Linked DNA regions of Gasterosteus aculeatus: region 1 is linked to region 2. A link is a contact called in public Hi-C data. All regions are on one chromosome and are shown on one strand. Each heading gives the region's core, a stretch centred on a gene start, on an enhancer-like site or on the middle of the called end of the contact. The rest is flanking DNA. Distances are from core to core; before and after follow the strand shown. Region 1 overlaps LOC120821676 (protein phosphatase 3 catalytic subunit alpha). Region 2 holds the start of LOC120821676 (protein phosphatase 3 catalytic subunit alpha).

Evidence for each region. A called contact is a pair of places that touch in the nucleus more often than the background predicts.
Region 1: a contact with region 2 is called in a Hi-C map of skeletal muscle, with 6 times the contacts expected there. The contact joins the enhancer-like site here to the promoter of LOC120821676 in region 2. A contact is called at or near these places in 3 of 6 Hi-C or Micro-C datasets (skeletal muscle and whole body).

Annotation. Positions count from the first base shown.
Region 1 is chr7:8,237,825-8,240,527 of fGasAcu3.hap1.1, forward strand. The region is part of intron 8 of LOC120821676 (protein phosphatase 3 catalytic subunit alpha); the gene reads left to right. Among protein-coding and RNA genes, the nearest start is that of LOC120822518, 14 kb to the right of the region's middle. Within about 2 kb of position 1,312, at least 3 of the 9 cell types and tissues checked have open chromatin away from gene starts, as enhancers often do.
Region 2 is chr7:8,199,409-8,202,108 of fGasAcu3.hap1.1, forward strand. LOC120821676 (protein phosphatase 3 catalytic subunit alpha) reads left to right here and starts at 1,376. Exons shown (of 13, transcript XM_040180538.2): 1 at 1,376-1,649. The coding sequence starts at 1,583.

The sequences.
Region 1 (2,703 bases), core at 62-2,561, 38 kb after region 2:
TTGCAACTGCACACTTTGGCGATTGCTTGCGGTTTTGTATGAACGTAATGCTTTGTGCTGCATTATTATTGACTCGCTCTGAAAGCCAACAACTGAACTTGCAGCGCTGTGTCTTTTTTTATTTTTATAAAGGGATCGTTTGGGTTGGATTCAACCCCACACCTGTTAAAATCTTATACAACCACATAAATGTCCAGTTCCTCCCTTGCGTTCCTGACGGGGAGCTGGAAACAGGACTGATGGAGTGGGAACCCAAATGCATTTGTTGATGTTTTTTTTGTTTTTTTGGAGGCTGAAGCTGTGACGGGGTCGGGACGTCCCTCTAGTTCACTCGCAGGTCAAACTGGACATAGTTCGCTTTTGACGCGCTGCTGGAATAAATAGCAGGAAGGAAGCTACGGGTGATGACGCCAACGCGGCAGGGAATTCATTCCCCCTCCTCCCACCCCTACCCCCACCCCCGTCACGGGGAGAAGAGTTTCCCTGGCTCAGATGCCCACCCATCTGTTATCACTCTGGTCATTAGTGGGCTTCCCTTCAGTTTCCTGTAAACATGCGGGATTAAACATGAAATAATAACAACGACACGCCGTACAGGCTCGACTTGGTCCGCATCTGATCTCGGTATAACATGTGGCCAGTTATGGGTCATTGTCGAGTGCAGTGCGTAGGATTGGGCATTGTTGCGATTTCATCAATTATTGCTTATTTACCTGACTCATGGTTCCGTTTCTCTTTGTATATATTCAAATCTAAGGCTTACTTTATTTTGGTCTCCGGCATATCCACATCAACTGAGCAAACACTGGAGAGCAGCATGAGATGTGGTTGAAAGCTCCAGAAAAGGCTATTAAATGGCGTCTGGAGTGCAGATATAAGCATCATTTTGAGGTCCTCATCTACTTGTTGTCATTTCTCAAACAAATCAAGGTTCTTGCACACAAACCAAGTGGTTGTGTGAACATGGGGGGGGGGGGGGGGGGGGGGCTTCACTTTTCCGTGCCACTACAAATAGTCTCATTGGCCGATTATCTCAAAAAGAAGTTAATTTCAGCATTTATTCATCGATCCACCCGACTGCATTCAGCCCCCACCGTCCACGAGTCTGACATGAAATGGAGGGGAGCGCTGAATGTAATGGGCCGAGGAACGCTTGGCCTGGAATAGTAATCCCAGGGAACTTGATACCAGAGGCCTCAGAGACAGATATGCAGTCACCGCGGACAGCGGGAATCTCCCCCTCTCCTCGCAGCCGACTTAACAGTCCTCGTTACCGGGGCAACCGGCTCAAGGCACTCCCTTTTGAATAATGAATGAGCTGGCGCCCCGGGCTCAGTATCCGTGTTACCGTGGCAGCAGGCTTCGGCCTCAGCTACCCCTTGCTCGCCGCCGCCGGAGCAGCAGAGACACCTAGTGGCTGACGCGCGGCGTCGGGACACGCGGCTCCTACGGGTGTCGGGTGTGTCCGTTCCTTTAAAGGGAATCCGATTTGAAGGCAGGAACGGCGGGGGGAGCTGACCTTCTCCCCCCGCCTCTGCCTCTCTTCCAACCTCCGGGCTGCCGTGGCTGCATTCAATCAACCGCTCCGACCATGTTTATGCAGAATGTGATGTTTATGCAAGGCCTGCCCACGCGCTCGCCCCCCACGCACATGCACCACGACCCGCTGCCCCGTCTGAGTGGTGTGTGTGTGTGTGTGTGATTGTGCATGTGTGTCACGGTGTTTTGCCGCTATTGATAATACCAGGACAATAATTACACGGTACATGATGTTCCCTTACAGGAGATTTTTGTGTATGTGTGTGTGTGTTCGTCTGTGCAGCCTGGGATAAGGAGGCGACTGCAGTGGAATGTAATGCTTTGATTGCACAGTTACTGCACTATATGCATTACCATGACGCATTGATTACACACAGACACACACACACACACTGGGGCCAACTCCAGCCCAGCGGGATGCTTTCTGACCCCTTTTGTGTTACGGCCGAGGTGATCGCTGCTCGGGATGCCGGTTTTGATGAGCTATTCTCGACCGAGGCAGGAAAGTCCCCCGTGGTGACCCAGCCGCGGTGTCCGCTTTCCACCCAACCCGGGGCACCCGACTGGCCCCCGCGTACGCATGACAGGCCAGGGCTTCTATATACAGCACAGATATGAATGTATATATGGAGGGTTGCCCTCGTGCTTTCCTCGGTACCCTCGTTCACACCGTGCCTTAATCACGGGTGAGGTCACGCGGGGCCTTCTGTGGTCTGTGTGGCTTCAATGTCCGCGAGGCCTAGAGACCACGTGTTTATGATACGGCACGCTCTAAATATACACTGAACCAGAGAAATACCCAACATGCAACCTGTACCATTTAAAGTCGGCAGGCGGACTGCTTGATTTCGCTTTTGCTGCGTCATTGTGCGAACCCCTTCTGATTTTGAGAGGAGTGTACAAAGGAACCGTCTCATGATGGTAAAAAGCGAGTAGATAGGAGTAAGCGATTGCATCTCATGGTCCCATGTCCGTGTCAGATGGACTGAAAAATGATCATACGGTGTCCGTGACTATTATCCTTGCTGTGTCCGGCTCATCTCTCCTCCTCCTCCTCCTCCTCCTCCTCCTGAGGGATTGCTGGTTCTCTGTTAACTAATGAAAAGTGCTCAGCCCACAGATCCTAAATGCTGAGCCGGATGTTTCTGTGACATTATTCACTTA
Region 2 (2,700 bases), core at 126-2,625:
GATGTCCTCTGAGAGAGATGTGTGATTTCCACTGCGAACAAACAAGAACTGAAGCAGCAACTCTTATCCTGAGGGTGGCACTGGAGGAAAAGTATTCAAGCATCGAAATAGAAATATTCACTACAACTGTAGGGGTTCAACCTCTGGGAACATTCAAAATTCAGAGGACGTTTGATTAGAAGTATTTATTTGGTGTTTGGGGTATTTTGATGTCGTTATTGTCGTTGTCTAAAAAGTAGGGCAGAATTACAATTATGCAGATGAATTTGTGAGTGTCTGTGATCTACAGAAGCCCGGTTCATTCATCCATCCATCCATCCATCCATTGTCAAACCGCTTATCCTGCACACAGGGTCGCGGGGGGGCTGGAGTCCATCCCAGCCAACTCCGGGCGATACCGGTTCATTCAGAAAAAGGAAAATAAAATACATTTAAAGTCAGTTAAGTTAAAGTAAAAAATGACTAGCTTTACTTACTATTTCATTTTGACCTCAAAACCTTCACTTACCAACTTGTGTTTGATATCTTAAGTTAGCTTAAAATGTAGACTTTTCACCTTGTGTTTTATACACAATCATGATGTACAGACCTTTTTTTAATTTTGCGTCATGACTTTGCAAGTCACTGGCACATTTACGGACAGGACCTCTAAGACTCACTGCGACAAAGTGGGTTAGAACTCATTTGTCCTCATATTTCACTGCGTTCAGCATTTCCTTAGTTACTCATATCACCGTTTGCTGCTTACCATGCGTCCCTGAGTATAGCAGATGATGTGACCAAACCGTCACTCTATTTGTGCACGGGATGACGCCAGTAGTGTTGACATAGGGGTTGGACCACGTAAGCGGGGGGAAGCGAATGGTTTCACCGGGACATGGTGCAAACTAGATCCTGCTTATACAAGGCCCTAAATAAGCAGCATCTGCAATGGGTGGTACAGGAGGTGGGGGACATCATCATGATGGTAGGATCGGTTAATCAAAATGACTGTATCTATGAGTTGTATTCTGTTGTCCTACCACTTCCCAAGCCTCTCTGGTGAGGCTTCACCATGCACGTGTAATACCATTTATTTTTTATTTTTCTATTTCCATGGTTTATAATATATATATATATATATATATATATATATATATATATATATATATATATATAGTTTTTTTATCCCTTCATTCAAGCATAAATTGCACCCACCCTGCCACACATGTATCATAACGTATTCATACCAGTTATTCGCACCAGACCGGAGTGACACGGGAACAATCCTTTAATAAAATTGAATGGACGTGGATGCGTGGCAGCCTGCGCGCTCTCCGCCAATAGGAGGAGTCGGTGCGCGTCGGGGGGGGCGGGTCCTGCGGGCCAGCACTTTAGACTGCGCTCACACAACTTGATACAGAGTAACAGTAAATCAGACCGAGCAGCTCCTGCGGCACCAGCAGCGCAATTGTAGCCCTGTTGCAAGTATTTTTGGCCGCCGACAGCACCGAGTGAGATCACTGCGGGTCTCTTCTCTCGGACAGACTCCAGAGGACCGCTTCCACTCTCGTGTCTGCTTATATCTCAACATTATTCCACAATGGAAATGTCCGAAAACAAGCCGAGTGATGAGCCGAAGTTATCTACGACGGACAGGGTGGTGAAATGTAAGTGTGTTATTCTGTGTTAGTCTTATTTCTGTTGTTGTTGTGGTCGTCGTCCACGCCGCGCTGAAACGAGAGAGCGTTACCGCGGCGAGCTGCCTCTGACCAGCGGGGGCAGAATTGAAGAATTCACGGTCTCAGCGGCGGCGGCAGAAAAAGAAAAAAAAACACAGAAAAAAAAGCAGCCCAGTTTTGTGGCAGCGGGGTAAGAAGGGTGTTAGCCGGGCTGTGACAGCAGCAGTAAACTAGGAAGTGAGGGCAACTCCGCTTTGCAGAACACAGAGGCAATTCCTCTAGAAATGTGTCACATCGTGTGTGTGTGTGTGTGTGCGCGCGTGTGCGTGGGTTTGTGTATACATGCACTCTTTACATTTTTTTTTATTACAGGCTGCGGCGTGCCAGATGCACAATGCACAGCTGTACAGTATGCATGCAGATATTGCACAACCCCTCATTTTGCATCACCAAGCATAGTTTCACTCAAAGCTCTTTGTTGTCTTTTTTTCCTCATCATTGCATAATACTACTAGATGGACGCCTGTGGTTTGCCGTGTGCCATATGAGGAGGTGCTGCCTGCTCTCTGTGCATTTTTATTTTTTTATTTTTTTTACAGGTCAGACATTCCACCTTTTGCAGTCCACCAGTTAGAATGCAGTGGAGATCATTATCCAGGCGACCTATTCCTCAAACAGCACGAGCAATGCTGCCTGTCCAGTTTTCCCGTCCCTTGATCCCTCGTGTCCCCCTCACAAGCACCACTCCACTTAAAGCGTGTCTTAACCCAATTTCTGTTGGCCCACGAGCGCCGGCTGCCGTTGGAACCGAGACTCCTCTTGGTTGGGAGACCACCGCGGAGCCATTCCCCTCCAGAACGGAGATGACAGAATGTGTTTATTTGCGCTGGGCTCGTGGGGCTCCAGCACTAGTTGCAACCATCACCCTCTCCGGCACATCACAACAGGGAGCGTGCAGTGATGGCAGCGTGCGCGAACGCAGCAGGGAGGCCTTGAGTCATTTTCCTGTTCGGGCTAAGTTGCCACGGTTCATCCGCTT